Linked DNA regions of Bicyclus anynana: region 1 is linked to region 2. Evidence: chromatin contacts called from public Hi-C data. All regions are on one chromosome and are shown on one strand. Each heading gives the region's core, a stretch centred on a gene start, on an enhancer-like site or on the middle of the called end of the contact. The rest is flanking DNA. Distances are from core to core; before and after follow the strand shown. Region 1 holds the start of LOC112043371 (DE-cadherin). Region 2 overlaps LOC112043371 (DE-cadherin).

Region 1 (6,628 bases), core at 3,289-5,788, 47 kb before region 2:
TGTTTGGAAGTCTATACAAGAGGCCTATGTCCAGTAGTGGACGTCCATTGATAATGATGATGATGATAAAGCCATCCCAAAGAAAAGGAAATTCATACCGCTTGATACAAACTCCGATTTCTCATACATACATGCATATATATTTATTACAATTATGAATATGTATGAATGGATTTTTAAAAGATAATCCTCGGAAAACCAGCGGCGAAGAGTCCATACGGGAATCGGCCTGTATGGACTCTTCGCCGCTGTAGTGTTGTGTAGAAAATAGCAAATAAGTCGATAAATCACAGACAGACATTATAAGAATATACTGTTATCGCCACGTTGCAACGACTTGCGGTACGGACGGCTTCAGTGTGGCGTTCGAGCCGTCTACATCCCTTGTTGTGTAATTCTTTATGGGTGACTTGAGTGGAAAAGGGGAGTGTTAGATATCTGTCAAAGGCGCCTTTAACCCTACACACATCGTTCACAAGTACGTGACTCCTTTCAAGGTCATTCTCGGCCATTCTAGGGTCTTATTTTTGTTACAGTATGATTTGTTAATTAAGTTGTCCTGACAAGTGTTGTGAATCTTTGTTCGACATTAGTTTTCTTATATTTGTAATCACTTTTGAGTCCTATAATAATAGATTTTGAATTAGTACAAAACCATGAACCTTAAATATTACAAGTATTCCCACAAACAATACAATTCAATGTTTCCCTACAAAAATCCTTTAACATTTTCCGAAAAATCGGTTTATAAATATTTGAAAATCAAACATTTCAAATCGACGCATCGGTGTAGTTGCCTTACAACAATTGTTAATTCAAACACGATTTCGCTTTTAACCTGTCTCTTCACTTTTTCCAATATTTGACATTTTCGCCGATCAAGTTTACAATTTAATGTTGTTTACTTATTTATCACCACTCCCTCAACTTGGAGTGAAAATGGAATTTACGCGTAAAAATTCTTAGTCATTTATCTCGTACATAAATGCGTATTTCGATAGCGAAAATAATGTATGAATGTAACATGTATGTACTTCAGTTTCCATTTTACATGTATGAATGTAAAATGGAAACTGAAGTGTTTGTTTTATTTTAAACTAAAACCGAAAACTTAAACCAGAGATTACCCACTAAAATCTCACACTCTTCATAATTTTTCATCATTAACTACTCATATTCGGCGTATGTTGAGCACGAGTCTCCTTTCAAGATAAGAAGGGTTAGAATAATAGTCCACCACGCACCAATGCAGATTGGCAGACTATCCACACGTGGAGAATTAACAAAATTCTCTGGTATCCAGGTTTCCTTACGATGTTTTTCCTTCACCTTTTCAAACACATGATATTTCGTTCGTTATCGACCCATATGCGGCTCACTGCTGAGCTCGAGTCTCCTCTCTGAATGTTAGAGGTTAGGCCAATAGTCCACCACGCTAGCCCAATGCGGATTGGCAGACTTCACACACGCAGAGAATTAAGAAATCTGGTATGCAGGTTTCCTCACGATGTTTTCCTTCACCGTCTAAGACACGTGATATTAGTTTCTTAAAATGCACACAACTGAAAGTTTGGAGATGCATGCCCAGGACCGGATTCGAACCCACACCCTCCGGAATCGGAGGCAGAGGTCATATCCACTGGGCATCACGGCTACATGTTATTTAATTTCTTAAAATGAACACAACTGAAAATTTGGAAGTGCATGCCCCGGACCGGATTCGAATCTAGGGTTATCATGGCTTCTTTCACAATCTTTACATCTCTATAATATTAGTAGAGATTCCTTGTTTTGCTACAAAAATCTGCAAAAACTGCACCTATATTTGTACGCATAATATGGAACTTTATTTTCAGAACTTACATTCACAAGTGGATGTGGAGGAAAATCCAGAAGTTTGCCGACAAAGTTACAATAGCGGTCTGACTGAGTTTCAAGAGTGTTTCGTGGATTGCTCCGACAACTAAGTTATGAAGAACCATTAACTGGCATTATATTTCATTTTAATTAATTAAAAAAATAATTTACACAAAAAATATGTAAATATTTCGTTTTTATTTATTCTGTTCCTCTCGTTAAGGTTAAGGTTACAACAATAGGGCCGCCTTTGCATGCTAATTCTTAGTTAAAATTATTTTAGTTTGTTTTTTTTATTTTTGTGTCATTAATTCGACTAGCTCAGCAGTGCTGAGTTAGAGTCTCCTCTCAGAATGAGATGGGTTAGGCCTTAGTCCACCACTCAGGCCAAATGCGGATTGACAGATTTTACAAACGTAGACCTTGACTTCCCTCACCTTATCAGCCGATAGACGTCCACTGCTGGACATAGGCCTTTTGCATGGACCTCCAAGCACAACGATCTCGAGCCGCCAGAATCCAGCGGCTCCCTGCAACCCGCTTGATATCCTCGGTCCACCTAGTGGGGGGTCACCCAATACTGCGCTTACCGGTGCGGGGTCGCCATTCCAGCACCTTGGGACCCCAACGTCCATCGGCTCTTCTAACTATGTGGCTCGCCCATTGCCACTTCAGCTTCGCGACTCGCTGAGCTATGTCAGTGACTTTGGTTCGTCTGCGGATCTCCTCATTCCTGATTCGATCACGCAGAGAAACTCCAAGCATAGCTCGCTCCATTGCCCGCTGAATGTAGAGAATTAAGAAAATTCCCAGGTAGGTATCCTCACGATGTTTCCTTCACCGTTTGAGACACGTGATATTTCATTTCTTAAAATGCACACAACTGCAAAGTTGGAGGTGCATGCCCTGGACAGGATTCGAACCCACGCCCTACGAAATCGGAGACAGACGTCATATCCACTGGGCTATCACAGCTCTCGAAGCTGATGTACTCGTAAGTTTATGTAAAAAAAATCTAGAAAAATAAAATGGAATATTTTCATATTTATAATATCTTCAATTAGATTCTACAAGGCTTCGCTCACACAAATCTTCAGTAATACGAGCATTAAAAAAAATAAGATAATTTCATGACTTTCAGGGGATTTCCAAAATTTTCAATTCTATGTTATTGTGTCAAATAAAGGTACATGAGCTACCATCACGCCTAGTAAGCGATAATGCAGTTTACAGCTATTGTTACACATGCTCATTTCAAGCACGAAAGCATGCTACTATTGAGCAGTTGCTACTTAATAGTATGTGTATCGCAACATTGCTAATAATGAGCATGCTTATTTCGAGCTTGCTCAAGAATCAACAGTCGTGCGATTTATGAGTATGCTGCTTGCTGCGCGGGTGGAAGGGGGCGTGCTTTTAGCGCGTCTGAACAGGTTTGCTAATCAGTTTACTAGTCGATCAGGATTGCTATTCTGTATTCTTTTCACTTTTATATCTCCCTGTCTAACACGATACTATAGACAGAGAGCGATAGATACAAATTAGCATGTGTGATTGGAATGTTTGCTTTGAGCATGCTTATTCAGGAGCATACTTAAAAATAGCATGCTTATTGCTAGCAAATGTAAACTAATGATATGCTCGTTTGGAGCATACTTAATAGCATGCTATTTTAAAGCATGTGTAACAGTACCTTATCGGTTAAATGCACTAGCCTATGATTCTTATAACTTGATACCCATACTAGAGGTGACGCACGTGTATTCTCACGCATAATGCTTCACGCATAATGCTTAAAAATTTTACACTAACTTAGAGTTACAAAATAATATTGTAAGTTTGTAGGTGAAACTGTCATGCATAGCAGTGTGTTGGGAATTGCAGCAAATTCAGCCTTATCTTTTGTTAAAATCAGCGCTAATTTTTAGTATAAATCGCAATCCCAATATCATCAATTTTCACAGCCTTTTTTGTGCCTATGTAAAGTAAACAATTACTTATCTACCAATAAACGGAAAACTATATTTAAATATCTACTTACCTACATTTATGAAAATACCTATACTTGATGTGTACTGTTTACCAATTACCAACAAACAAATTAAAAATGAGGGTATAAATCACTAGTCATTTAACATAATTAACTTGTTCTTAAATTTATGAAATTTATAAGCTTAGAACAATTAGATATATTTAAAATATTTTATGTAATCTTTTTTATACAAGCCATACATAGTTTAAAATAAATAAGTTCTGAAATGACAGGCGTTTTCTACCTTCATTTCTAATTACAATGTTGGTAAACAGTATTCATCAAGAAAGACTGTAGTTTAAGTATATTTGTAGTATTTTTACAGCAAAACAACTTTATTAACCTAGAATAGGTTTAGACACCTTATAATCTGGATCGACTGAGGGATTATTCAACTTGTAGTGCCTAGATACAGTAGGTCTGAGACCAGGTTCGCAGCGGCGCCGCGTATAACTGGAGAGGTCCCGACTTCTTGTTTTTTTGCGCGAAAAATACCGGTTTCAAAGTTTTGCCGGTCGGCGCTCAGCGCGGGGGAAGACGACAGAATCAACTTGCAAGTCGAGTATGAACATAGACGCGGATAGCGCATGCTCCTGCAACGGCCCGCCTCGCGACTCGCTACGAGCGCAACTTGTTGATTGTTCGCTCACTTCACGCCAGTCTGCCGCGAACGATGCGTCGGGCGGTCGTGTGTTCCGTGTCGCCCGTAATCGTTCTCAACTTCGAAATTGTTTTACGAAAATATGTAAAGTTTCCAAACATAAAATTGTGCAGAACTGCCGTGTCTAGCGCAACGCGTAGTGTTTAATTGACTAGGACCGACCTAAATAAGTAGTTTTAAGTTATCGTAACTTAATAGGCTTACTCGTTTTACCTGCATGCTTCGTCCCACGAGTCGTGCGAAGCGGTTACCTTTATCGGATAAAACGAACATTTTTCAAATGGATGTGCGTTCTTATTATGTGATAGTGTGCGTGATTTGTGTGTATACAAGACTCCGTGTGTGCTCCGCCGCTTCTTGTGACAAGTTTTTACTATAGTGACGTGCTCAAAATCGTAATTTCTTCAAGTTTGATTTGAGAAAATGGTACGAGGGGGAGAGAGGGGGCTCATCGCCGCGCTGTTGGTTGCGGTGGCGTCGGCGCAGTATACGAAAGGTGGGCAAAAACGGCTTTGTATGATGCTTTCTTTACCTGAGCCCTGTGCCCGCGCAACCACGGCGCCGTGGTTGTGTGCGCTTTGTTCTACGGCCTATTGTTCCCTTCTCGGAAACTAGAAATTTTAACCATTCATTGTACCGTGACGTCATATTTTAAGAACGTGAATAAATTTTCTAGGTAGTAGGTACCCACTCACCTGTTAGGTGCAATTTCAATCGATATCATGAATAATACGTTATTTCACAGCCAAGATAAGAGTTATCGGAAAATGTTTACCTATAAAATACTCGCACCTTAAAAATACATATATCATACCTATTATAAAAATAAAGACTTGAAATATTTATTCTAAAATGCTACACTATGTAGGTAGATAGATAACATTTAGAGTTAATAATAACAAGACTTAGAAGATAACCGTATGTAGGTAGGTAAGTAAAATTACTTAATTGTTTTAAGAAATTATATAAATGAGTGTATATCAAGGCATAACCTACCTATTTATCATTTGATAAACATTACTGGTATAGAAATAGAATGAAGTCGACAATTACAAGTTTATTTGTTGTATTTGTTGGTATCGTATTTTTTTAGAGGTTAATGTACTTATCCAGTCAAAAGCAGATTAAATTAGAAATGTTGGTTTTTATTCCGATATTTCTACAGAAATGGCATCTGATACTCGTAAGGTGAAAACGCAAGGCACACTTAGTGATATGTTAAAGACCCTTAGAAATTTTTAATAAGCTTGTACCGATTGCTACTACTACTACCGTTATTTAATAAGCTCACTACCGTCTTAAGTTAGCCATCCACTATCCAATAAGCACACATGCCTGCAGCGCTAACGGCTTGACATCTGAAAAAACTCGGGTTTGATTCTGTTTTATACTCGTCGATGTATTGTTCGCCTACAACATGTTTTATCAAAATTCAAAATTCATTTATATCAATTAGGCTTAGTTTAAAAGCACTTTTGAAAAGTCATGATTATGTCATAGGTAATTTAATTTAATCTAATGGTGGTAATAATAGTCCAAAACTTAAAATTAAAGTTACGAGGGTTCCAAAGGCCTTGGTCCGAGAAGAGCCCACAACAAACTCAGCCACGGTTTTAAATTGTAATTGAACCTTATTTGTATGGAATGCCAGAAAATAAAAGGTCGTTAAAAACGATGTTGCTATAGAAATGAGCGATGTCACATCGCTGTAACTTTACAGAATGCAGGCGTAATGTGCTCTTGCAGATCGCGAATTAATGAACTTGTCATTGATAAAAAAAAATTACTTACGCCAGCCACATACAATCATGCTTGCCGTTAAATCGCGTTTAGGTATGTGGGTTGTGGGCAGTGAAAAATTATCAAAATGTGGGTACTGTTACGATATTTTTTTCAATGCCCAAGCGTAAGTGTCCTGCAGAATTGATGCTCAGCTTGATTGTGCGTGGCTAGCATTACATTGTTGCATAGATAAGTAGGTAGGCGACTATTTGAATTTATATTAATTTAATGTAAATTGTCTTTGTTAACAATGATTCAGTATGTAGGTATATTATGGCTAGGTAGGTAGGTTAGGT
Region 2 (6,217 bases), core at 2,982-5,481:
ACTTGCACATTCAACATTTTTCTAGTAATATGACTTTCCTCCCTACGCATAAAAAATAATTTTACCTCTTTATACTACTTTTGATTACTATGCATAATATTGACTTCGTTTCACATTTGTGCGAATATCGGTTAATCTAAATACGGTATTAGGCATAAAAAAGTTCAAGCCCCATTTGCCATAAGTTCTGTACACGGCTCATAAAATCCACAATCACAAATTTCCGCCTAATTTCATCCGGATGTTTCCTTTTCATTTTCCGTTGTTTTCCTCCCTAACCTCGGTAAATGGTTCCGCAGATAATCCTGTCTTTAATAATATTTACATTAATTAATTACTACGTATTGTTCGTGAAGTTGCCTTATCCTGAAATTAATTTTCCTAAAAGATTTTCTTTATTTACTCTACTTTGCGGTTTCATAAAGCCTAATGTTTATGATATAAAGGTGCGATTTTTTCGAACATTGAAATAGTTGGATGCAATCTTTATGATGCCCTTGACGTAACCGGTGATACCGAAAATCATCTATTGCGCAGGTCAAACGTCATAAATATTATCCGTCTTGTACATAGGCAAAGATCTAGCGTGTAATGCATCTACTCGGAATGACGAGTAAATACTTTTACTGATATACTGGAACAACTAACAAGTAAATAGATTGAGATAGTTATTCCATATAATGGTAGATAAATTATATACCTACTGTAGAAAAATATAAATACAGTGTTAACTCTATATAACGACACTAGAGGGACTGAACCTTTTATAGCGCTATAGAGAGTGGTCGTTATAAGGAAAGAAGAACTTTATTTGTCAATACACAGTGATTATTTATTATTAGCCATGTTTACTATTTAAAAGTTTGTGAACAACTAATAATATGATAGCTTATTAAGTCTATGACTTCTATTCATGTCGTGGACAACAACAGTGTACACGTGCAATCCCATTTTGTCAACAAAATAATGAATTTCTTATAATTTTTTTTTTGCATGATGCCGACAGTAGAGTCTATTACGTTGTAGGATAATAAAGAGACATGAGAACGTAGACAGCTACGCGGTTTTCACTAATTTCGGCTATTTAAAAGATACTTTTTATTAGTTAATGGACGTTATAAATAGTGAGAGTAACGCTATATCGAGTGTGTCATTGTATGGAAAGCAAGCTAAACCAATCAAAGTCAAATGTGAAATCGACGCTTTAGCGAGTTTGACGTTAAATCGAGTGACGTTACATGGTTTTCATTGTAATTCCTTCCCCTGATGTAGGTGTCTACTTCTTAAAGATTTCAATGTATATGGGGCTAAAAACCATATTCGAAGCAGCTGAAATCGCGGGCTAAAGTGAGTAATTTATAAATTCTCAAGCCCCGTTTACCCTCGCTTCATTAACAGGTGTAATCGTGTTAACTCAAAGTGTTACATTATAATTATTCATAGGCGCTGATGAGACTATTAAGATTCCAGACAAATATGTACTTGTACAATGTAAATATATACATATTATTAAATTAATTTCATCATCAACAGCCCATATTCGGCTCACTGTTGAGCACAAGTCTCTTCCCAGAATGAGTGGGGTTAGGCTCCACGTTGGCTCAATGCAGATTGGCAGACTTCAGACAGAAAGTTCGCAGGTGTGCAGGTTTTGTCATATGTCACATGCACATAACGGAGAATTATAGGTATAATTATACATGCAATATACAATTATACACATTATATTATGTAATATGTATATGTCAAGCAGTTAATAGAACTTTATAAAAAATGCCCGATACGAACTTTTTGAATAAATTTGCTCAACATGTGTAAGGTAGTGTGGGGTAACGTAATGTATTTATTTTTACCCTACAGTATTAAAACAGGTTAAAAATAAAATACTGAATTAAATTGGGTTCCATAATACACAGGGAATCTATACCATGGAACACTATTTTCTTCATTTTTTTCTCAATAAATTGTCTTCCAAAACAAGTCGGTTACTTTACACTTTACATATTCAACCGATCTATTTTGCACTTTATTATAATACTAGCGAATCATGGATTTTTCCGGGATGAAAGTAGCTTATATGTTAATCCAGAGTAAAATCTATTTCCATACCAAATTTCAGCCAAATCGCTTCAGTACCCGCACCGCAAAGGAGGAACAAACATTCACACTTACACACAAACTTTCGCTTTTATAATATTAGTGTGATTATGAAGGATATAATTTAGTGCTACACTGTTTACAGCTGTTTATGAATATGGGGTAATAAAAACAGGGATGGGGAAACGTAACGTTTTTACCATGTTTTTACCAGTTTTTACGACTACCATGGAATGCCATTTCCATACGTTCCCCCAATAAAATCCTCTTCAAGTACAGACACGTATGTCGTATACGCACTTCACGTATTTAATCGACCAATTTTACGCGGCCCGCCGTACTACCGTAAGCATCACTAAAAAGTGGGGCCGTCACATAAATTACGATTATTGATTATGTTTACGGTTAGTAAACATCTTTACTATGGTGAGTTTAGTATGTGGTGATACGTTTCCATTGTACCGTCCCTTGTGTTAAAGTCATTGTTTTTGCCTTTTATTTCTATACGAACATATACAATTGTTTTTTACTGCGCATGCATTGAATCCTACTAATATTATAAACGCGAAAGTTAGCATGGACGTTTGGATGTTTGTTACTCTTTAACGCCGCAACTACTAAACTGATTCGGCTGAAATTTAAAATGAAGGTAGACCCAATAATTTTCTGGATTAACACATAGGTTGCCCGAAAGAAATCATGGTTTCTACGAGATTTGAGAAAAACTTATTGCAAACATGGTATGGTAACATGGTACTCTTTGGCTATCGTTAAGCCCATTGTTATCAAAAAATCCAATGGCAACTGGGAAATGTCAGTGGGCACCGGATGCCAGTTTTTATCTTTAATTTCAATGATCAGTCAGCATTAAATAAATAGTGATTACAAAATCACGTGACTTGAGAATTACTAAAAGTAGCTAGTTGGTAAATATCGTACAAACATCAAAGTCAGCGAATTGGCCTGCAGGTGAGATTGCATTCTAGGCTATGTTGTCATTGAATAAAAATAAAAAGGTAGGCCATTTGCTTGGTACATTAATTATTAAAATAACTAAAAAAAAATTAACATGTACTTGAATACACGCCACCGTTTTTAAAATAAGCTGATATGCCACCAATGCCAATGTTATGAGTCGATTGCTTTAAATAGAAGTTTATCGTCAAAGATAAAATTGTTTCCACGTATCTGGTACGTCAATGGAGACGCGTAACGTAGGACGATAAAACTGAGACGGGCTTTATCTTCAGTTTTTATGGTGCAGCGCAGACCACGTCAGCGCGGAGTGTGCCGTGAATTGCGACAGCCACACTGTCAATGTTCTTCTCTGACACTCATCTCATACAAAGTTATTTGAGGATGTTTTAGCAGACTCAGAAAAGATTACAAAAATTAGAAAAACTAATGTCGAACAAAGGTTCACAACATTTGTCAGGAAAACTTAATTAACAAATCAAACTGTAACCAAAATAAGACCCTAGAATGGCAGAGAATGACCTTGAGTGAAGTCACGCACTTGTGATCGATGTGTGTAGCGTTAAAGGATCCTGTGACTGTCAACAAACACTCCCCTTTACTTTTTGTTGACTCTACAACGTGCAATTGCAAAGTCATTGCAATTGCACGTTGTAGAGTCAACATCTCCTGAGGATGCTCCGGTTTCGGGGTGAAACGTACGTAGAGAGTATTTTGTCGGACCTGGGTGACGTTGTCGCATGGGTTCGCCGAATTTTCGCGGATGATAGCAAAATAAATAAATCATTATATAACCGTTGGATTACGGTTGTGGTAGCTAATTATACTTGTAGAGTTTCGACTGAGGTCACTTCGGAAGGTAGCTGGTTTCAAGGGTCCAGACCATTAACCGTTCGGTAGAAGTATAGGCTGTCAAACATCAGCGTTCAATAATGCGGGTTGTGTGACTATCGCAGCCTTTTGTTTTACAATTATACCTACTCTGAGATCATAGAAAAAATAATTTACATCACGGACCTGTCTTAGACTGAATTGTAAACAAATAATACACTTTCCTTACGAATAGCTAGCAAAATTATAGTTAAAGATAACAATACAATGCTTGTGATTCATTTGTTTGTCGAGACAAAGGCTGTATTGTCAAATGCCGATGAAGTCAACGAGGCATGAAGGGGGCGGATTAGCGGTTCTTATACGTTGAATGACAAAATAGGCGCCGATGCTCGGCGTTCACATAGATTGAATTGTTCCACTTTTTTTAACAGTAACTGTAGTTTCTTATGTGCATATGCAATAAAGTTGATAGAATCCGAGTTATAGGGTTCATTTACACGAACAGCAACTGCTACCTACGACTGCAGTCGGTGACGTCTCGGCGGCAGTCGACGGCAGTCGCCGACTGCACTCGACTGCCGTTGACTGCCGCCGAGACGTCGTCTACTGCCGTTGACTGCAGTCGTCAGTAGCTGTTGCTGCTCGTGTAAATGAACACTTCATTAAAGACAATGTTACAGCACATTGAATATTTCATTAAAATTACCGAAACAAGAGAAAGCTAGTTGGGTATAGAATCAAAAAACCCTACTGTGTAATAATTAATAAATACTTTACTTTTGATCATAATAACCATTGAGACATATCTAATGATCACCTCGTTATGTTGATGAATTGCGATTTAATTGAAAATAACAAATACAACTCTTGCTTCTATACTGCTATAAATAAAATAAAGAATGTCTTACCTAAATTTAACTAAGTATATTATATGTATACATACCTAAAATGATATATTAAATTTTTAAACTTTTGTTTAATTAAGTATTGTTTAATTAAATTAAAAATTAACGTAACTATAAAAAAATAAATCTTTAAGCTATTGCATAGCTTTTATCCGCGGACTTTGAGCGCGGCGACCAAATCAAGAAATTCCGTAACGAAAAATAACCTTACACCCAAGCCGTGCATTAAGTTAACACATTTCGACGTTATCATGTACCTCAACTGTACAAGGGGCATAACTTATTGAACCAGAGTTCAATTCCAGATGTACGTAAAGACATTTTTTATTTTTTTTATTAATTTATTCTTTCTTAAGAAATAAAAATACTGCATAAATAAAATAAATAAATATTTATAATTGCATAGGTTGATAAAAAATGCTTTACCGCGGCAGTCCTCGAACGTCACACGTATTTTTTTTGCATATTTACTGCCTTATCATTCTTTATTTAACAAAATGAAGAATGATAGGGCTTTGTAACTATGTATGCCTTACCTTACCTTATCAGCCGATGGACGTCCACTGCTGGACGTAGGCCTCTTGCATGAATCACCAAGCACAACGATCTCGAGCCGCCAGCATCCAGCGGCTATGTATGTATTAATCTATTAGGATGAGATCAAGCCAGTAAGCAGTAAAAATGGTAGGTAATAGGTATTTAATCTACGATTTGTAAAAGCTTACCCGTAGTATAAAGAATATTCCGTGTACGAAAAAGATAGTAGTATCGGGGAATTTTTCACGATAAACGCGGCTAGCACGTTCAGCTGATTGTGGTAGTTTATTTCTTTTCATATCGCCTCGGCGCCGGATCGCGGTGAAATTCCTTGTATAATCTGTTCATAATAGAGCACCGGATACGTTTTACTTTTTACCATTAAATAGCGGTTTCTAGGGTTATTTTTCTCCATTGTAAAACGTTATATATCCTTAATGTTATAGTTTACTTTTTTTTCCAATCTTCAGATTGACACGGAACTGCGTGGCATTACATCGAGCTAACTGCCTCTAAATTATTTTTCATTTCTTTTTCTCTTCCTTTTCCCTTTCTTCCCTTCTCTATTCTGGAGCATACGTCTGTTTTTTTTTAGAGAATATTTGAAATATTTTTTACAATATGACCAATTTTCCCATTCGCCTCCAACTAGTCAGGAAAGACTGTGCAAGGAGTGGGTACGACAATAGACCAACGGGGCGAACCACCCCTCGGTGATGAGTCCAACCGCTCTTACCGTTGAGCTATTGGGGCTTTTAGCTAGCTAGCTAGCTGCCACTCGACTTCGCTGGACAGCAGTGGCGTACGCAAGGATTTTATCTAGGGTATGCACTGTACGTACAAATCGTACAATACAAAAAATTCGATGA

The links. A called contact is a pair of places that touch in the nucleus more often than the background predicts.
Region 1: a Hi-C map of whole body shows a contact between it and region 2, with 1.7 times the contacts expected there. The contact joins the promoter of LOC112043371 here to the enhancer-like site in region 2. A contact is called at or near these places in 2 of 2 Hi-C or Micro-C datasets (whole body and whole larva).

What each region holds. Positions count from the first base shown.
Region 1 is chr22:6,561,572-6,568,199 of ilBicAnyn1.1, reverse strand. It overlaps LOC112043371 (DE-cadherin), which reads left to right and starts at 4,538. Exons shown (of 24, transcript XM_052888463.1): 1 at 4,538-5,046. The coding sequence starts at 4,974. LOC112043356 (spondin-2-like) reads left to right here. Exons shown (of 10, transcript XM_024078738.2): 10 at 1,857-2,038. The coding sequence ends at 1,967.
Region 2 is chr22:6,514,630-6,520,846 of ilBicAnyn1.1, reverse strand. All of the region lies in intron 1 of LOC112043371 (DE-cadherin), which reads left to right. Among protein-coding and RNA genes, the nearest start is that of LOC112053545, 27 kb to the left of the region's middle. Within about 2 kb of position 4,231, at least 1 of the 8 cell types and tissues checked has open chromatin away from gene starts, as enhancers often do.